Regions from separate parts of the Mus musculus genome. Here region 1 is linked to region 2. Evidence: chromatin contacts called from public promoter capture Hi-C data. All regions are on one chromosome and are shown on one strand. Each heading gives the region's core, a stretch centred on a gene start, on an enhancer-like site or on the middle of the called end of the contact. The rest is flanking DNA. Distances are from core to core; before and after follow the strand shown.

Region 1 (4,801 bases), core at 1,506-4,005, 39 kb after region 2:
GATATCCACACACAAAGCAAGATAAGAGATGAATGAGCAAATGAGAGAGGAGAGGAAGCTGAACCTTCAGGCTCACAAATGGGAATGAAGACCTATGGTTAAGGAAGCAACTATTTAGGGCCAATCACAAAAGCCCAGAAAGACTAAGGACCTGAATTACCCAAGGTCAGTGTTGAAGAGGCTAAGAGGGTCAGCCTGTATAAGGGTACAGCTAGGCTTTCTAGGACTCCATTCCTACCCTCTCATGACTTATTCCTGGAAACACTAACGTGGAGTAACTCCAGACCAAGCAGAGTGAAGTTCAAGGCTGAAAGCCAAGGGATTAAGCAGAAGTGTTTTTAGCCAACAGCAGCCACCCACTGCCCACTTCCTCTGCCCAGCTTTCAGAACACTGGCAGCCAGCTGTGTGTAACAGGTCCCCTTGTCCACAGGAGATACATCCCAAGACATCTAGTGCTCCCCAGAAGCTCCCAGAGCACCTTCCTCTGAAATTCATCAGTGTGGTTGTGCTGTGATGCTGAAATGCTATCACAAAACTATCACAACTCCTCCTTTATCCTTCCTCATGATTTTACAGACTGAAGATTGTTCTTAGCAACATCTACACCACACAACTTCTTTATTATTATTAAGTCAACAATAGTCACTTTCACTTCAAAGGAGCATTTTTTTTTTTACAGCCCCACTTTTGGCACATACAAAAGGAAGCACTCTTGCACTTAGGGCCATTATTAGTAAAATAAGGGACCCTTGAGCACAAGCTGGAGATGGCAAAGCAGTCCATCTGACAACCCCCCAATGGTTACTGAGTAACTAACTAGATATGCTGGACAAAGGAGTAATTAGCAGCCCACTTAATGTTCAGCTACTCCAAAAGGCATGTAACTTAAAACTAAGTGAGCTAATCTGTATCAAGTCCTCAGAAAGGGGCCTGCCCGAGAGTACCTAAATAAGTTCAATTTAAAGAAAAATTTAAGACTTCTAAGTTGTTTATTTCTGGAATTTTGCAGATACTGTCAGACCACTGATAAAAGAAACCTTGGAAAGTTAACACAGTTGCTCATGCAAGGATGTAGGTTCTGTCCCCAACAAAACAAAAGACAGAACTAAAAAAACAATAGAAAAGTAAAATAGCCAGGCGTACGCCTTTAATCCCAGCACTTGGGAGACAGAGGCAGGCGGATTTCTGAGTTCGAGGCCAGCCTGGTCTACAGAGTGAGTTCCAGGACAGCCAGGGCTACACAGAGAAACCCTGTCTCGAAAAACCAAACAAAAAAAAAGAAAAGTAAAATAACAAAAACCTAAGCATAATTCGTAAAAGAGGCATTTCACAAAAGATTAATACAAAAATGACTAATATTTTTAAACTCATTCACCAGGCAAAATAAAGTCACACACTGATAAAGTACCACCATCCAAATCGCAGCATTTTTTGAAGATGGTAAGCATCGTAAGTATGGAATAACTAGAGTTCTCAACCGTCTTGAGAAGGCCCAACAGAACCTAATGCCAGAAATTTTTAAAAAATAATCAACCAGAAATAGTGGCAATATACTGCAAGGAGGTCGACGGCAGGAGTACGGGGACAGCCTGGGCTACATAGCAAAACTCTGACCCAGAAAGAAAACCAAACAAAAAAAAAACAGCAATTCCACTCCTCCGAGGTATATATCCCAACCTAGTAATTTGTTGGTTTGTGTTGGTTCACTTAAAAATCATTACCTGAAAACTTAAAATTGTGATCTTTCTACTCCAGATAGGCTTGAATAAATTTTCTAAGATTTCCTTGACACAAACTTCTCATAGAAGGTGAGCATTTTCTATCTTACAGGAAGCAAAGTTCTGGAACACTGAGAAATTATTACTAATAAAATTTAAAACACACACACCAAAAAAAAAAAAAAAAAAAAAAACACCGCGCAAAGATTAAAAACTACCAACAGACCATGTTTCTCTAACTTCAGGAAGCTCTGGAATTCATTCTCTCGGCGGAGAAAGGTTTATTATTCTCCAAAGAAAACCGCTTGTTGCTCTTCAAAATCCCCTCCAGCAGAAACGGGACTGCGAGGGAACCGGTCCAGAACTTTTGCTTCGCTCTTTGGTGAAAAGACCTAAGGTCGGAGTCACCAGCGCAGGCGCCACCACCGCAAGCCAACCCACCGGAAACCCGCGGTTAATCTCAGGCTAGCCCCGTTAGGCGATGGGCAACCGGGTGCACAGGAGCTCCGTGCGCCGTCGCTCTGCACACCTGGCTCGCCCATCACCTGCCGGCAGCCGCCGCAGGCCGAATGGAGACGCCAACTTTCCGAGCAGGGCGCGGCGGACCGCCGTGTCCTCGAGGACGGGCCCCGAGGCCGCCCGGGCCAGGCGAGAGCGGGGAACGCAGGCCCCGGCGGGCTCGCGCCGCAAACTCGGCGGCGGCCCGGGTGGGCGGCGCGGCCCTCGGCGGCGCCCGCGCCCTCCCTCGCCGCAGCCCGGCCTGGCGCGGCGCCCCTCACCTTGGAAACCTGGGGTGGACTCCGCCGTCAACATGAACTTCCCATGCAGCCGGCGGCCGTGCCGCCGCCGCCTCCAAGCGCCTCGGCCCGGCTCGGCCTCCGCGGCCGCGTTCCCCGCGTGACCCGGCGCACGCCTCCTGCTCAGGAACCCGGAGCTGCCCGCGACCCTCCACCGTACCGCCGACGACTCGGGAGAACCCCGCGCAGCCCCACGCCCGCCAGCTCCGCCCGGCTCTGGTCGGGCCGCTTCACGAAAGCCCAGGGCGCAGGCGCGGCGAGGGCCTTAAAGAGCCCCGGCCGGCCTCTACGGCATAATGGGTTCGAGCAGGTTAGGGCCCCGGCCGCGCTGGCGAAGCCGAAGCAGAAGCCGAAGGGATTGGACCGAGAGGAACGGAGGCGGGGAGATCCCTCTCGGTCCTCCGCCCCTCTTCCCAAGCGCCCAGCCCTCGGCCATGCAAACTGCTGACTTCCCAGTCTCTCGAGCCGCCCCTGGCCAGTCAGGGAAGCACAAGACACGCCCCCTCGGAGCCCCCCGGGCGAGCATCCGCGCAGGCCTGGGGCGCGCACAGCGACGCGCAGCTTTGCGAGGGCTGCCCGGAGTCTCACTCCCAAAAACATAATATTAATCAAATGGCACTCGCGGTGGTAAAACAGGTCTTCCACTAATCCTCTAGAATAAACCGTGGGTTTTTTCGGAGTCCGGCAGAGGGTGGGCAATTATCCAACACCAACCAAGAAATTCTTAGAAGGAAATTACTTAGTTTGGGACAAAAACAGCCTATTCATTTGGGTCCTGTCAAAGGAATTGCAGGCAACAAAAAAAAAAAATAATAAAGGCAATATAAATCATTTTTGTTATATACTTGAAAGTGACCAAAAGGATAGTAATTACCATCAAGCAGTCAGAAAAGCTCTAAAATTGTTTACTAATATGATACCACTGGCTTTTACATTTAGATTTGTAAGACCTGTCCAGAAAAAGTTCCACTATCACAAGCACTTCTAGAAAAGACTATTTTTCAACAAGATTAGGATAAGAAATGGGAAGTAAAACCATGTCCTCCACCCAGCTTTGAAATTTTCAAAATAGTCTGAGGCAATTTTTTTTTTTTTTGCATAACTTAGGTCGGGTTATTAATGGCAATGTAACAACTTCATTGTACCAGGCAGTCTTGGCGCATGCCTTTGATCCCTGCACTTGAGTGACAGAAGCAAGCAGATCTCAGAGTTCAGGGCCAACCTGGTCTACAGAGTTTCAGGAGAGCCAAGGCAACACCACCCTGACTCAAAAAACAAACAAAAAACTTCATCATAATTTAATGTATCTACCCCATAGCAAAAGAAAAAAAAGTATAATGTACCTTTCCAATTTATCTGCAAATTCTTTGCTTTTATCTGCTAAAGTTTCCTTGAATCTCTCTCATCTCCTTCATCAGCAACCACCTTAGTTAAAATTACCCTGACCTGCAGATAGTGTAAGGACACTGACCTAGCCTATTTTATCCACATCCCCTCCTACCCTTCTCCAAATCTCAAACCACAAGAAGAATTTTTGTTCAAATACTGTACCATGTGACCTTGTTGCTGTTCAGTATCCCATTCTTTTGGGGAAAAAAAAATTACCCTAACCAAGCCCTCCAGGGCCAGGCACCTTGCCTACCTCTCCAGCTCCCCTCTCTGCTCAGACCATGTTCATCCTCTCCTTTCTCCAGCCACAATGACCCTTTCCTCCCTCACAAGAGTTTTTGCAAACTTCTAATACCTGGGAAGTTTTCCTGGCCTCACCTTCTTACCTGGGCCTTAGTCTCTGGGTCTGAGAAATGCCTCTTGAAAACCCGCCTATGTTAGTCCTGTCAATCCCTTTCCAGGACACTGTAATTATAGGACTCTTGGGAATTTTTTAATCTCTCACTAACATCTGGCCCCATAAGGCCGGGAGCTTTGTCGTTTGAGGTTTGAGGAATTCGAGAATCATAGGTGCCTGATTCAAACGATGACGAATGGCACAAAGGTTACTGACATCACAGGTAAATGTCACACTTTGACATTTAGAGTCAGAACCTAAGAAGAGCGCTGGTTATTATTATAATAAAAATAGATTTCAAATTACTTTAGTGTCTGAAGATTCTTTGGGAAATGTCTAATTGCAGAGTGCTCAAACCTCCCCGTTAAGAAGGATAGAGAGAAAGATAGCCACAGATGCTCATTAAGCTATGAACAGTGAAAGAAGGACAGAAAGAAAGCCACGGGTGCTCAAGGAACGAAGAACACTGGAAGAAGGACTGAGAGAAAGATAGCCACGG
Region 2 (5,129 bases), core at 1,418-3,917:
CTACACAAAACAACCCTGTCTTGAAGAAAACAAAAAAAAGCAAAACAAAAACTCCACCAGGAAACTTCTATAGCTGAAAATCACTTTCAGAAAAGTATCAGGATACAAAATCAACACACAAAACTCAGAAGCTTTTCCGTATACAAATAACAGACTGAGCAAGAAATCAAGAAAACAGTACCTTTTAAAACAGCCTCAAAAAATTAATACGTAAACAAATTACCATGCAGTAACTCTAACCAAGCAAGTGAAGCCTTGTAAAATAAAAACTTTAAAACATTAAAGAAAGAAATTGAAAAGATTATCAAGTGATCAAGCGATGGTGAGATCGCCAACATTCATTCATCGGTAGGATTAATATAGTGAAGATGGCCATCCTACCAAATGCAAATCTACAGATTCAATGCAATCCCCATCGAAATTGCAACATAATTCTTTACAGAAATTGAAAAAAAAATTTTGACCTTCACAGGGAAACAGAGAGAGAGAGAGAGAGAGAGAGAGAGAGAGAGATCCTGAATAAAAAAAGGACTGGTGAAGGTATCACCATTCCAGAGTTCTAGTTGTAATATACTAATAGTGATAAAAACATACACAATGAACAATGGAATCAAGTTGAAGACCCAAATATAAGTCCACACACCTATGGATACCCAATTCTTGCATACAGAAGAAAAGACAGCATCTCCAACAAATGGTGCTGGTCAAACCAGATGGCTGTATATAATATAGAAGAAAGCAAACATTCTATATCTAGTGCCCTGCACAAAACCAGAGACAGTGGGGACTGGGGCTGGGGGAACTGGAACAAAAGGATTAAAAAGGAAAGAGATGAGTGGAACCAGGGAGGGAATACTGAAAAGGGACACCTAACACCAAGGGCCATTTGCAAGGTCATATGGAAACCTATTCCTGTAGGAGCTACTTAAAATATATACATATGCAAAAGAAATCTAAATGGTGAGCCCCAACTAGACAACTTACACCATCAAATCAAACTTCCATAATTTGAATCATAAGATGAATGAGTTACATCTAGTTGATGTATTCTCACAAATAGTGACCTGCCTGCATAGAATGCTAGTATAATAGTAGTACCAATACTGTGGGTAACCAGCCACTTTAGGATTGGATTGAAGACCCACTCCACATGATGGAACCCATGCTTGACACTGCTCAGGTAGCCAAGAACCTGAGATTAGATAGGCCATGGGCCTAGGAGAAAACCAAACACTATTGTCCTGCTAAAGTAACATAGCAACAAAAAAGACTCCTAACAACATTCTGCTATACACACAGATCAGTGTCTCAGCCATTATTAGAGAGGCTTCCCCTTACAGCAGATGGGAACTAACACAAAGACCTACAGCCGGATAATGTGCCGAGACTGAGAGGTAATGGAACACTCAGTCCTAAGTGGGATGTCTTACTTAAACCCCTCCACTCAGAAATCAGAGAGCTGTGCAGAGGTGGCAGCAGAAAGACTGTAAGAGCCACAGGGGATGGACGACACCAGGGAAACAAGGCCTTTTAGACACAGCAGGACTGATGCACATAAAAACTCAGACACTGTGGCATTAAACACAGAGCCCTTACCAGTCCTGGTCAGATGGGCTCCCACTCCTGAGAGGGGTGAGGGGACAGGAGGTCTACCCCTAACCTAGAAGCCATCTCTACTGGAACCTAACTGGGTATATAAACCACACTTGAGGGTAGGGCCCAGGCCGCCCAGCAGATGGTCAATACAAAACTAACAATTGTGGTTTTACAGTGTTGTAGGTTTTTTGGGTTTTTTTTAGGGGGGATCTCTTACTGCTTTGTTTGGGCCTTTTTTATTTTAATGTTATTGGTCATTTGCTTGTGTATTATGTGATTCAATTTTGTGTTAGTATGGGGTTTATTTTTATATTTGTGTTTCTTGTGCTTTTTAGTTTTGCTATTATTTGTTCTGCTTTGTTTTTCCTTTTTTACTTGTTTCCTAAAGTAAAAAAGAGAGTGTAAAATTAGGACTAGAAATGAATATGGAGAGCTCCCTTTTATTTCTGTAAGCTTTCCAAAATGTGTTTAAAAATATGAATTACTTAGTGAAAGGTTATTTTCAGCAACCTTTGTAAAAAGAAGAGATATATAGCTGCTTTCTCAAGTGTCTTGTATATTCTAGAAAATTTTAGAATGCTCATCTCAGAAGTTCTAATTACAAAAATTAAAATTCTCTTAAAAAATTAAAAAATAGGGCCGGGTGGTGGCGCACGCCTTTAATCCCAGCACTCTGGAGGCAGAGGCAGGCGGATTTCTGAGTTCGAGGCCAGCCTGGTCTACAAAGTGAACTCCAGGACAGCCAGGCTATACAGAGAAACCCTGTCTCCAAAAAAAAAAAAAAAAAAAAAAACTTCCTTTTGTCTGAGATTTGAAACATTGTGGAATACTTGACACATCAAGTCTCTTCCCAGTGAACTGCAGTCGTCAGAGGTTTGTTCAAAGTGAGCCAAAGCTAAGATTTGGTAACCTAGTGACAGCTGCCCTCAAGACATCATAGCACAACCTATTATGAGTTCGTGATGATGGTCATGTTACAAACAAACAAACAAAAGAGCCTACTACGCTGCCAATCCCATCATCCCTGACCAACTGTCACCCTCCCGAGCTGCGCAAGCTGCGTCGGTCTGTGATACCGCTACTGGCACGAGCCCTGGGCAGAGGGTCCGGCGGAGGGATCCGCAGAGGCTAAGGTCTCAGAAGAAGAGTCAGCTACTGCGGCAGCACAAAAAAGGCGGCTACAGGGTGATGCGACAACCGATGTGAAGACAGATACAGTGCCCACGGTGGCTGGCCCGGAAGCTGAGTGGGCCTCGGCCCTCAGCGCATTCTGCCAGGGCCAGGCCAGAACTGCCTGCCTCCTCTTCTGCGGCTGATCCAAAACCAGCAAGGCAGCCCCAGGCCCTCGGTGCCTGCCTCCTTCCACCTGGGGCCTACCAAGACAGCCTTCCACCATGGCTCTGAAGAGAATCCACAAGGAACTGAACGACCTGGCCCAGGATCCCCCAGCACAGTGTTCAGCAGGTCCTGTCGGGGAAGATATGTTTCACTGGCAAGCTACAATCATGGGGCCAAATGATAGTCCCTATCAGGGCGGAGCATTTTTCTTGACAATTGATTTCCCAACAGAGTACCCCTTCAAACCACCTAAGGTTGAATTTACAACAAGAATTTATCATCCAAATGTTAACAGTAACGGCAGTATTTGTCTTGATATTCTTCGGTCACAGTGGTCTCCAGCACTAACTATTTCCAAAGTACTTTTGTCCATCAGTTCTCTGTTGTGTGACCCCAATCCAGATGATCCCTTAGTGCCTGAGATTGCTCAGATCTACAAAACAGATAGAGACAAGTACAACAGAACAGCTCGGGAATGGACTCAGAAATATGCGATGTGACTAAAGAGAATACTGGATATCCTCTACAAATAAAAGCTAGGGGAACTCTGAAAGAGAAGTTCTTTTGATTCCCACCGGACTGTTTCCCATGAACCCACGCCCACGCTGTACCTGCCTCATCCTCCCTGGTGCACCGTCTTCACCTGATACAGTACCGCTGCATGTTGCACGCACCAGAAATACTGTACCAACACTGTCTCCTAGCAGACGAGCGTTCTCCAGGCATAACCTGGATGTGAGATTAAAAGTTTTCCTTATTGACTTAAATCTGGATAACCACAAGGTGTGAGGGTGGTGGGTACACAATACTGCTCAGAAGGGGTAAAGGTCCCCCAATCTATAAGAGACAATGAGATTGCTTTTAAGTGGAAGCCATTTAAATTTAAATTTTTTTAATTTATAAAAAGCTAGGTGAAGAACATGAACGTTTCTGTACTCATTTTATTCCAAAAGACCTAGAACTTAAATGGACATTAAAGTCACCCAGATTAAGCCAAAACCTACATTTTGTATTTTAAAGTCTAACTGGTCAACAAAAATAGATTGGCGCTATGGGCCCATAAAGTGTGACTGGCTTTGTTCCCAAAATCTTTTATACCTCGATGACTCAACCTTCCTTCTTTCACACTTTCTCTCCATATTCTTTGGTTTATTTGTGGTTTCTTAGTTGACTCATCACTAATAGCTCTTTTTATTATATTAACTGCTTAATCCATTTTGATGTAAGGGTAAAAGTTTAATTTGATGAAAAAAACTTGTGTATGAAGACCCTATTGCTCTTCTGGAGCTTGTACATTCAAGAATGATTCATGTGTGTAATAAACCAATTATCCCAGCCATTTACATACATTTTGTGTGAACAGGCTCTTTTACTTTAGTGACTTGTGTAGTGGAAACTAGTGGGTTTCCCTCAGCCTTGTCATGCTTTCTTTAGATTGGTCACATTTTCAAATTAGAAAACAATTCCAGTTTATAGCTAAAAAGATACTTTAAGAGTAATTTTATTAAATAAGATAGAAACATAAGCTTAAAGGCATTTTCATGAAAGAATATCCAACCTCCCAGGAATAAAACTTAAGAAACTTGCTTTGTTAATAAAACTAAGCTGCATTTATTTTATCAAAACCTCCTGATGCTCCTAGGAACATACATAACCAAAAGAAGCATTACGTCAGTGAGTAAAGAAAAACAAGCATTACGTCAGTGAGTAAAGAGTACCAAACTCACAAAGAGCACAATCACACAGTAAAATGCCCACAGAACTACTTCGCACACTTCTTAAAGGATAGCCACACAATTTTAAATTGTGCTGTGTATGCAGCCTTTTCAAGTCTTACACCATCCATACCCTAATAAAGCATTATTTGAAATGTCAACTGTATTTGTCAGAAGCAGCATTCTTTTCCTAATATAATTATAAAAACCAAGCCATTCTTCAGCCATACTGATATTCAGTATATAGGCAGATGAAACTTTACACTGTCACACACACATGCACATGCAGGAAGATCACAAGTTCAAGGCCAGCTTGAACTATGTAATAAGACTATTTCAATAACCTCTCCCCTCAAAAAGTAAAAAAAAAAAAAAAAAAATTAAGAAAAGCTAGCTCTAATACAGCATAGCCAGACACTGTGGCAGGCATTGGTAATTGTAACACATGGGAGGCAGAGGCAGAAAAAGCACAAGTTCAAG

The links. Capture Hi-C pulls out chosen DNA fragments and counts their contacts.
Region 1: a contact with region 2 is called in a promoter capture Hi-C map of pancreatic islet. The contact joins the promoter of Evi5 here to the promoter of Ube2d2b in region 2. A contact is called at or near these places in 2 of 39 promoter capture datasets (3T3-L1-derived adipocytes and macrophages), 1 of 15 datasets of contacts at CTCF or cohesin (CD8 T cells), 8 of 484 Hi-C or Micro-C datasets (the AML12 cell line, double positive thymocytes, granulosa cells and 3 more), 10 of 115 datasets of contacts at active chromatin or transcription factors (CD8 T cells, the SCID.adh cell line, bone marrow-derived macrophages and 5 more) and 4 of 9 other capture datasets (adipose tissue, liver, macrophages and 1 more).

The regions. Positions count from the first base shown.
Region 1 is chr5:107,866,293-107,871,093 of GRCm38.p6, forward strand. Evi5 (ecotropic viral integration site 5) reads right to left here and starts at 2,756. Exons shown (of 20, transcript NM_001378824.1): 1 at 2,499-2,756.
Region 2 is chr5:107,827,495-107,832,623 of GRCm38.p6, forward strand. Ube2d2b (ubiquitin-conjugating enzyme E2D 2B) reads left to right here and starts at 2,668. Exons shown (of 1, transcript NM_001276397.1): 1 at 2,668-4,283. The coding sequence starts at 2,991. The coding sequence ends at 3,434. The region is part of intron 2 of Evi5 (ecotropic viral integration site 5); the gene reads right to left.